Regions from separate parts of the Mus musculus genome. Here all the other regions are linked to region 3. The links are chromatin contacts, called in public HiChIP or PLAC-seq maps. All regions are on one chromosome and are shown on one strand. Each heading gives the region's core, a stretch centred on a gene start, on an enhancer-like site or on the middle of the called end of the contact. The rest is flanking DNA. Distances are from core to core; before and after follow the strand shown. Region 1 has its middle 37 kb from the start of Vax1. Region 2 has its middle 22 kb from the start of 4930442E04Rik. Region 3 holds the start of Eno4 (enolase 4).

What was found. HiChIP or PLAC-seq counts read pairs in DNA pulled down with a chosen protein or histone mark.
Region 1: an H3K4me3 HiChIP or PLAC-seq map of embryonic forebrain shows a contact between it and region 3, with 3 times the contacts expected there. The contact joins the enhancer-like site here to the promoter of Eno4 in region 3. A contact is called at or near these places in 2 of 39 promoter capture datasets (cranial neural crest and neural stem cells), 9 of 115 datasets of contacts at active chromatin or transcription factors (bone marrow-derived macrophages, embryonic basal ganglia, embryonic forebrain and 4 more) and 2 of 9 other capture datasets (adipose tissue and pancreatic islet).
Region 2: an H3K4me3 HiChIP or PLAC-seq map of embryonic forebrain shows a contact between it and region 3, with 5 times the contacts expected there. The contact joins the enhancer-like site here to the promoter of Eno4 in region 3. A contact is called at or near these places in 7 of 39 promoter capture datasets (the C10 cell line, cranial neural crest, frontonasal cranial neural crest and 4 more), 1 of 15 datasets of contacts at CTCF or cohesin (the NIH/3T3 cell line), 9 of 484 Hi-C or Micro-C datasets (3T3-L1-derived adipocytes, the N1E-115 cell line, bone marrow-derived macrophages and 6 more), 22 of 115 datasets of contacts at active chromatin or transcription factors (SST interneurons, bone marrow-derived macrophages, craniofacial prominence and 13 more) and 4 of 9 other capture datasets (adipose tissue, embryonic stem cells, liver and 1 more).

What each region holds. Positions count from the first base shown.
Region 1 is chr19:59,131,741-59,134,841 of GRCm38.p6, reverse strand. No RefSeq gene overlaps it. Among named protein-coding and RNA genes, the nearest start is that of Vax1, 37 kb to the left of the region's middle. Within about 2 kb of position 1,396, at least 11 of the 459 cell types and tissues checked have an H3K27ac peak or open chromatin away from gene starts, as enhancers often do. A contact at or near this core is called in embryonic forebrain, where this site is marked.
Region 2 is chr19:59,192,423-59,195,705 of GRCm38.p6, reverse strand. No RefSeq gene overlaps it. Among named protein-coding and RNA genes, the nearest start is that of 4930442E04Rik, 22 kb to the right of the region's middle. Within about 2 kb of position 1,440, at least 18 of the 459 cell types and tissues checked have an H3K27ac peak or open chromatin away from gene starts, as enhancers often do. A contact at or near this core is called in the N1E-115 cell line and embryonic forebrain, where this site is marked.
Region 3 is chr19:58,942,087-58,945,613 of GRCm38.p6, reverse strand. Eno4 (enolase 4) reads right to left here and starts at 2,189. Exons shown (of 14, transcript NM_178689.4): 1 at 1,993-2,189; 2 at 1-80. The coding sequence starts at 2,157. It also overlaps a transcript of Hspa12a not described here.

The DNA.
Region 1 (3,101 bases), core at 147-2,646, 190 kb before region 3:
CCCTCCCCTAACAATTTTGTTCTTATGTTTCTGTGTTCTCTCTCTCTCTCTCTCTCTCTCTCTCTCTCTCTCTCTCTCTCTCTCTCTCCTCTAAGGCACAAATAGGAGCTTTTGAAAAGCATATATGGTCTTAAAAGTCTTTTCATAAGGAATCTATCATGTAGGTGCCTATACCACAAGGTCTTTGTTTGGGGCGGACTAAAGTAGAGAGTGGTATTGTACAAAGCGTGCTCGCTTCATAGTCCTTAAGTTAGAGCTACAGTTACTGTCATTTCAGGTAGAACTACCAATTGCTGTGTTCTTTAGTTTTGGTGTGTGTGTGTGTGTGTGTGTGTGTGAGTATGTCTAAGACGTAGTATATTTTGTATTCAGAAATTCTGAAGTCAATAAAGACTAGTGTTAAAGTGAATGTCAGGACCCAAGTAATGAAGCAGAGCGAGTTCGGGCTGCCATCTTCTGAGAATACTATTGTTAAAGCTGCTAGGGGATGTTTCTGTAGTTGGATTGTGAGTTTTCAGGCTCACTTTAAAGCAGGAGAGTAATCTGAGTGTTTGTGGTCTGCTTGATTTTGTACCTTTGTGGCTTCCTGGACAGCATGGCAGAGACATTTGTCTGTGAATGACAGTAGTAGACATGGTAAAGCTGTTTGCAGAAATATCTCCAGAAGATGACAGTAGGAACCCATGGAAAACCAGAGGTCTGTAAAAGAAATGAATTAATGTATGGTAGGTTGCATGATGACTGGGGGTTACAGGCTTCCTGAGTCACGATGGGGAGGGTTGAAAACACGGACGTGCCATATTCAGTCTCTGTTATCTTTTGTGTTCTATGAACAGAAGTGATAAATAAAATCACATGCATTTCTCTCCTTCAGAGACTGCACTGGAAAATGATTTTTGTTTGTTTTGTTTTGCTTTTTTTTTTTTTTTTAAGTCAGCCTCTTGGCACCTAATATAAATTATGGTCATTTTCAGTTTCCTGGGTTTCATACATAACTCTAGATTCTTCTTGGTGTGATATTTTCTAAGCAAACCTTAATACAGTCTCACTGTGTGGCTTCCCCCCCTGGGTTCAGATTTCAGATACTGTATTGTGAGTCTTCAGACATGGGGAGTACCCCTAATGTTACATGGAAATTGCCGGAGGCACAGGTGGAATGGAAACATTGTTATATTTTGTTCATTTTTCACCCTTCAGCAGTTGCTCCTTTCTCCCTCTTGCTGAACGCTTATTAGGGTATGAAGTGCAGGTGTGTGGGAAATGGCTAGCAGACATTGACAGGTTATTTTGTTGGTCACTGCCTAATTAGAAGAATAGTGGATGCTCCCTGCTAAGCTTTAGTGTGGGGCAGCAGAGCTGGTCCGGTCTAATTTCCTCACGGCTTTGATACTCGCCAAGAGATTGACGGTTTACACAAAAAGCCAAGGCCCGAAGGAGGCCGGTGCAAACAATGAGCCTTCTTGCTTGTAGACACCACAGATGTGAGAGAAAGCTGGCGAAAAACAATCGGCTGACACTGTCTAATTGTCTCCGATGTCAGCGTCATTAATGTTTTCCCATGTAAACCGGAGAAGGCCAAGGTTGTACCCTCCCTTTATTTCTAAGGCACATGATTATGTAACTCACCAAGATTCAGATTAAACGTTAATTGTATTTGTGCAATAAAGAATCCAAAGCTACCTTGGATTTAATGAATATGTGTTTAATTAATTTTGACAGCTTTTATCTTTATTACCTTTGGAGTGATCCTTATCGGAATTAATCACTTTTTTTCAGTAATTAAAAAAATCACAACTCACTTGATGATTTACATTTATGTACATCGCAGAATCCAAACCAAAGAAAAACTAGGAAACTTTGCTGATCTTCAGGGAAACTTCTGAAATGCTTTGCCATCATCAGGACAATGGTTTGGGATGTCAATAAAGCTTCTTAATTAGGTGACAGATCTGAGTGTTCTAAAGAGACACGTGTCAAGAGATACAGTTTTACCAGGTTATCCCTGAGAAACACCAAACCTAGTTAAAAATGAGATGGTTTCCCCTTCTCTGGGGAACACTGGAGAAGGCTAATCCTTAGAAAAATTAGCAGACTGGATTGAAATCCATTTATTTATTTATTTATTTAGTGAGGTAAAACCCGTAATTTCTTACAGGGCTGATGAGTCCACGTGAGCTGAAGTACATGGACCCAGCAGCAACACTGCAGATACCCAAGTCATCCAAGGAATAAACCACAGTGAATATTTCCTTTTGAATATTTCCTTGTTCTCTCTCTCTCTGTCTTTCCCCTCCCTCTACCTCTCCCTCCCCCTCTCCCTCCCTGGGGGTGAACTTTTCCCCTATTGGAGCAGTGGAGTGCCCCAGAGTAGTGGTCAAAAAACAGAGCTGTGTCTGGGCTACAATGTATTCGTGGTCAGAGAAGTCCACATATCCTGAGTCCCTTATAGTAGATAATGTATTTACTTTGGAGTTTCAGGTAGAGCTCAGAGGAAATCATTCAAGTCTCAAAAATAGTGTCTTTCTGGCCTAGAAAAATAGCTCAATAGCTAAAGTGCTTGCGGGGAGTGCTCTGAGTCCACTACACAGCCTCCTTCCCTCCCCCAAAAGCTGGGCAGCCTGTACTTGTAAACACAGTGCTGGGGAGGAGACAGGAGGACCCCAGGGTTTCACTGGCAGTAACCTTGCTATGTGCAAAGTCAGCATCTTACACCTTCTCTCCTTCAAGCTCTCCCAGGCGTCCTGGATTTATAGTTAGGCATAGAAAATCATACTGGCTTTTGTCTTCCTGTGCACCCCTTATTTGTAGAATATCACCTCTCGGCATCCACACAGTGAGGGCCCAACATGTATGAGCCCCAACTTGTCATCAACTGTGGTTTTGTAGAGATGCCCAAAATAATTCTGCTTTTCGGGGTCAGGAGATCCAAGTTAGAATCTATTCTCAGCTCCATATTAACCAGGAGGCTTGGGTAGCTCCTTCTGAAACTCGGTGTCTTTGTATCTACTTTGTTTTAATATTTATTTTATTTTTAAGTGTGTGTGTCAGTGTGTGTCGGTTTGTGTGTATGTTGGTATGTGTGTGTTGGTGTGTATGTTCAG
Region 2 (3,283 bases), core at 191-2,690, 250 kb before region 3:
TAGCTGCCTGTCCATGTGTGAATACCATGCCGGCGACTGCTCTTTGAAGAATCCACATTTTAAAATTGTATTCCATGAGCTCGGAGGAAGAACCCACAAACTGCTGTGATGTAATTTGAAACCATCAATAGCCCCTCTTAAGGTTGTCTTTATTGTGGGAAGTCAAGGTAATGGTTTTGCCGCTGTCTAATTTCTTCCCGATGTACAGCTTAGCTTTTACAGCCTTACAATGAAAGGCGTCGATCTGAGGCCCTTTTTGTGGCCGATTAACAGTTTAAACTGGTTTCCTAACCCTGTCACAACTAGTGGTCTGATAGAAATAGTTTCTGTGGGGACATTCATAACTCTGCAAATAATATCTTTTTTTTTAATCTGCCAATTCTGACCTCCTCTGACAAAAATTAAAAGTGGAGCGGAAAAGGTTGTGTACATACATGTCTCACCTCCAAGTACAGGTTGGTACAAATGACTACTCAAGAGCTGTTAGTTCCCTGGTTCTTGTCACCCTGTTGTCACCATAATCTTCGGAGAAAGCGTTCAAGTAGCTGGCTACACAGAGCTGGACACACACAAGCCTTCTTGGATGTGAACTGTCCAGACAGGAGCATTGAATTTTATCGCAAGAGTTAGGAAAAAAAAAAAAACAACCAAACAAAAACAAAACAAAACACATTTCGTTTGACTGCTCTTGGACTTTGGAGGATGAAAGGAGGCAAAGAAGACACTAACCCAGAAAAAACACTTCCCCTCTCTACCACTGAAGGATCATCAGTGTATCAATGTGGAGAGAGGAGAGAGAGAGAGAGAGAGAGAGAGAGAGAGAGAGAGAGAGAGAGAGAGATCTCAAAATAATCAATTTGTGGTTTAAAAAAAAATGTTGGCCTGGAGATATTTTGGTGCTAAGAAGTTCCTCTGAGACAGAAGACCCTCTTTAACTCTCAAACCCACGGCTCACCCAGCGCTACCTTTGGGTAAAACTGCCTCTTTCTCCAAAGGGAGGGGCAAAGCGAAGAAATTACAAGTAGCAGTGACGGTGTTATGGGGCCCAGACTGGTACCCACCCTCGCAAGGTGCTGGGAAGGTAACCCTCGCCCCTAGGATCTGGAGAGCGCCCCCCCAGGGACCCTCCTCTGGCGCGGGAATGCGTAGGTAGTGTCTTTTTGCTCCATCTCGGGAGTTCCGGAGTTTGAGGTCCCTGTACTAGGAGAGAAAGGCTTGAAGGAGTTCTGAGGCTGGGCCAGTCGCCGAGGTAAGGTCCCTAGGCCATCAGGATTCAGGTGGAGACTCGGAGATCTTGTCAGTGCGCGGGTCACCAGCTTTTTGACTATCTCCCGAAGGTCGTCGCCCAAGAGACAAGGAAAAACCTCGCGGGCCCCTACGGGTGTGCTCCCAACTCGGCCGCTGCCTAATGCAGAGCGCAGAGCAGTACTTGGGACAGGAGCTTCCAGCCGAACACCGGGGACTCCGCGAGGCTCCGGGTGGCACTATCGCCCCCTGCCCCCAACTACTTCCTCCGTCCCCCGCAAATGCTACTACGGGAGAAATGTGCCCACCCTGACTCGCCCGGACGAGCCCCGGGCTGCGACTTCCTCTGCTCCGTCTCTAGATGAGTCTGGGTCGGCTCTTACCTTCCCTGACCGGGGACACTCGGAGCAGGGCCGGGAGGACGTGGCCGAGTTTCAGGCCCAGTCCCTCTATAAGCCCCGCGGCTCGGGTGCCTCCCGAAGCAATACCTTCCGCTCTTTTCCTCCCCCAGTTTTTCCAGCGGCACGATTCTTTTCTGGGTTATTTTCTTTCCTTCTCTTGGTGTCAACCCTGCAGCTTCCCTCTCTCGCCCCCTTCCCCCGATCCTTTCCCCTTTCACTTTGCATCCCCCCCCGCCCCCACTCTTTAGTTTAAGTCTGAGATGACCTCCAAAAACCTTTGTAAAGGCAATAAACCAAAATGCCAGACGCACCGTGTGTGTGTGTGTGTGTGTGTGTGTGTGTGTGTGTGTGTGTGTCCCCTGTGGCTTCTAGAAGGCAAATTGGCCCGGGAAGGGTTTGGACCTGCTTCCCCCAAAAAGGCCCAAGAGCTTTCAAACACCCGAAAGTCAGGAGACAATGAGTTGTTGATACCTGGGGACAACGTCCTGCCGTGAAGCCCCCAGCCCAAGCCCATTTCACAGATGCAAGACCTGAATCTGGGAGGTTACCGCCAAGTGTCAGAATCGTCCCTTTACTTATGTCGAGGATTTCAGCCTTTAGAATACAAACGGTGCCTCTTGTTTTCCCGGATTATTTGGTTTCTTGATGTGTTTTTTTTTGGGTGGGGGGGGGGCTGGTTTAAGCGTGAGGAAGAAGAAAGGAGCAAAGATAACCACGTGCCTTCCAATACAGTGAAATAGCAGCCTGGAATTACAGCTACCGAACCATCAAAAATGAAACTGTTTGTGGGCATCTGAACCCTAGCCATGTAATTGGACACATTTATCAACAACAACAACAACAAAAAAGATATTGCACAGGTGAAAGAGATTTGACAATTGCTTCCGCGTTTTTTAAATTTTTTCCCCCAAAATTGTAGAGAGAACTTTCCCTGAATACAACAGACTGAATGTTTCAGCTCTGAACATTCAGTATAGCCTTAGTCACTGCAGGCTACAGTTATCATAAATCACCCTTAAAGTGTGTATTAAAGTGACTGAAATTTTGTTCTTTTTTTTTTTTTTTTTTTTTTTTTAAGAAAAAACAGTCTCTGAAGTTGTGCACGTCCTAACCTTTACAAATAGACTTTCGGTGCTACTTGAACGTGGTTCCCTTGAACTTTTTCTTGGAGAAATTTCACATTATTTGTATGTTTCTAAGACTCCTTTTAAAAATAAAAAGAGAGGTTGGAACCACAGACATCAATTTTCCCGCTGGCTTCTTAGAAACAAATTTCTCCCTGTGTGCCTATATCTTACTCTGGTGTAGGCAGATGTGTGTGTGTGTGTGTGTGTGTGTGTGTGTGTGTGTGTGTGTATGTGTGTGTGTGGGGGGGGAGATGCTGGGGGTGCATTCCTGGAGAACTCTGCTTTAACACACATACTGAATTAACACAGGTTCAAGCATCCTTTGAGTATCTGGGTGGCAGGGATTTAGAGGGTTGAGCCCCCAGACCATATGCTGGGTACGCTAAGGAGGCTGTAAAAACTCCTGGTCAGGATCATGGAGGTGGGAGACAAAATCCAAAGCTGTTCATCATCTTGACAGAATATCCACTTAGACTGAGTATTGGGATCAAAATTGTTCGAAGACTTGTG
Region 3 (3,527 bases), core at 940-3,439:
AGTCCCAGGCCATCCAGTATGGTTTTCCCTACTATTTTGCATATGGAGGGAGGCTTCGCAAGTTTAGAAAAGTAGTTTGCCTTCAACACATACACAAAAGCAAAAATTAGAAATCACATTGAATTTATCTACAAGGCCAGACACATTGAATTTCCTACAAAACATCTCCACATGTGTCCTCCTTCCTGGATCTGGGTTAGCCCCACAGCTCTGCTGGGACAGCATGTCTCATTAGAAACCCTGAGACCTTTTTTTTGTTGTTGTTTGATTTTTGTTTTTAGAGACAGGGTTTCCTCTGTGTAGCCCTGGCTGTCCTGGAACTTACTTTGTAGACCAGGCTGGCCTCGAACTCAGAAATCCGTCTGCCTCTGCCTCCCAACTGCTGGGATTAAAGGGGTGTGCCACCATGCCCGAGACCTTTCTTAACCCACAGACTTGGTATCTCTCTCCAGCAAGCTTTTCTATGGCAAGCCGACTGACTGACTCCCTAATCCTTCTTCTCAAGTTGTGGAAGTCATTGGTCTTTATACTGTGACATATTCAGATTTTAAAAATCCGAAGGGGATAATTTTTATCCCTGCCCACCCCCAGGCAGACATCTGGCTTGTCAACAGTGAAAACCGTGTTCCCCTCACCAACCATCAGCTGATGCACAGTGACACCTAACTCCAACAGGCCTCTTGGGAAGCTTAGTAATTGCAATTTCCTTTAAGTGGCAGAGCAGAAATCACTTGGAAGGGATCCAAGATTGACTTCTGAGCGCTGTGCCTACTATGGGCGCTGACACCCTTGGGCAGGTTGACCAGGGTTGTCCAAGAAAGCAGGCTGAGCAAGCCATGAGAAGCAAACCAGTAGGCAGCATTTTTTTTCTTCCTATAGCCTCTGCTGCATTTCCTGCCCAGACTTCCCTCAGTGATGGGCTGTGGCATGGAAATGTAAACCAAATAAACAAGTTCCTAAGTTGCTTTTGGTCAGAATGTTGTAGCAAAGGATAGAAAGCAAATGGGGCCGCCCCTAACTAAGGTATGGGAGTTCCCAAAGAGCTGTACAAACCAGTGCCAGGCTGCCTAACAGACTAGGAAGAGACAGGGTGAGGTGTCCTTTTAGACAACGAGTTAACAGTTCCTTCAGCAAGAGAGAGAGGGATTGAAATCTTTATAAGGCCTTCACTCACCTATTCCACAAAAAGTCTATAATTGTCCCTTTGTCCCACAGTGCAGGGGTAGGGGTGAGGGTGGGGGTACTAGTTAAAGCCCTGAGGCCCAAGTTCTTTATTTAAAAAAGGGAGGGTTGTTTGTTTGTTTTAAATCTTGCAGAGCTTTTAGAGACGAAGACAACGAGTGGTAGGTACCCCAACTCCTTTCCAAGTCACATCTGATGCACAGGAATCCCCCTCCTCAGCAGCCAACCATTAGGTAACTCAAAGGATTACTGTAGGATGGCCCTAGGAGAGCTCAAGGACACTCAGTCAACAACGGAGAAGGGCCTCCGAGTGAAATCTGCATTTTGGCAGTCACTGGCCCGAGACGTTGGGTACCTAGCCAATGCAGGGTGCGTGAGGTTTTCACACCTGGGAGCTTAGACTTGGAATCTGAGACATCAGGGGGGAGTGGAAGCCAAAGGAATGGGACCCGGGGTGGGCTGCAGCCAAGTCCCTGGCATTCGTTTCGTGGTCCAGCTTGCGTCCCCGCCCGCAGGTAAGGTAAGTTCAGCGTCAGGTCTGTGGTTTAGAAAACCAACGGCAGGTGAGCTCCTTGGATAGAAAAGAAGCTCGCCAGTCTCGGAGCAGACCTGAGCTACAGACCCATTCAGGGTCCTCTTGTCAACTCTCCGCATCCTCCCCGCGCAGCACGCTCGCCCTGCTCTCAGCTGGGCATCCCCTAACCCTTCTGCCCAGCAGCGCGCAGGCGCGACTCCGTTGCGCAGGCGCAGACGCATCGCGCTGCCGCAGCGTGGGCCAGAGGGAGGAGGGAGCTCCCCGCGCGTCCCTACCAGGTGCCCGTAGACATCCGCAGGCTGGAGGTAGAAGGTGGAGTTGAGCAGATCTTCCAGCTTGCGCGGGACGTCGTTCTCCTGGTAGTACGCCATCGCCTGCTGCTTCAGCTTCTGCAGGTCCCTAGTGATCCCGCCTCTGCGGCCGCCGTCTTCATCTCCCATGGTAGGAGACTTAGGGCTACAGCGGGGTTTTGCCAGGGGGCCCGCCAGCGTCCTTTTGTCGCTAGGCAACGCAACGAGATCACGACCCCTAGATCTCGCGAGGCTTCCTTCCCTTGGTGGACCGAGACTCAAGCTTTCCGTTCGGGACCCATCGTTGTCCCGTCCGCACTTCGCCTTTCTTCAATGCTTCGCTCTTAGTGCTCTCTCGTCCCCGTTTGTCACTGTTCCTCGGACAGTTTTGCAGACGGGGAGGCATTTAACGATTGTTTGAGTTCGTTTTGCAGAAGCTGGGGAGCGGTACCCGCCACTTCAACTCTTGCAGTTAACGAGGGAGAGGGATGCAAGAGCCCAGGGTGCCCTTCCTGAGCCGTGGAGGTCCTGGGCATGCATCCCTTCCAACCCACGCACTGTGCTTGCTGCACGCCTCGTGATGCTCTCTCTCAGAAAGCTCCCTTTGGGGGAGATTACTGAGAGTGAAACCCAGTGTAGGAAGTAAGACTGATGATGCTTTGGAGAGACCCAGGGCGAGGTGGAGGCCATGCAAAACGCAGCCCATGAGAAAGTCCTTGGGTCATGGTCTGTAGCAGCGGGCTGCCTGTTTACTGTGACAGTTAGGTACCAGACGCAATGATAGAACTTATTTCTGTGCTCGTTACTTGGATGGTGCAGGACGATCCAAGTAATGGATAGGAGTGGGCCGAGACAGACAGGGTGTTTTCGTGTTTTTTTTTTTTTATTGTTGCCTGTTTTATGTTCCCAACAGAAAGCAGGTTGCTTAAAAGACTTGTGCCTTCATTGCTCATCTGGAAAACGTAATCTTACCTGCTCTGTCCGCTGGACAATCACTTAAAATAACCCCGAGTGCGAAGAGGCATTTGGGAACAGTTGTTTTCCATAAATGTACTGTTGGATGTAGGTGGATAAAATACCTGATTCTGTAAGTACGCTTATATAACCGAGACCCATTCCTCCCTGCTCTGGACTCTCTTTGAGGACGATTTCCTTTCTGTGGTGTGATGGGTCATCACACACTTGCCCTCCCCTCTGGCTGGCTGCAAGTCCTTGGATGGTGGAAGCAGAGACTTAGTCATCTCCTTGTCCATCGCAGAGCTGAGCGCTCACAGCTGGGATTTTAGTGCACCTTTGTTTAAAAACGAGCCCACAATGTTGCCATTGCTTTTATTCCTGGGTGTGGCCGTCCTCATACCAACCCGCCTCCTGTGGAAGGTACCTCCTTCGCCCATCCTGTGAAGGTTGAGTTTTGTGTCTTAAGAAAAGCTGTGCTTCACATTCTCACCCCCCCAGCAGACTGCTCTTTCTACTGATCTCCTTGCCCACTTGAAACCTGGACCACAGACGTGAGCCCTCAT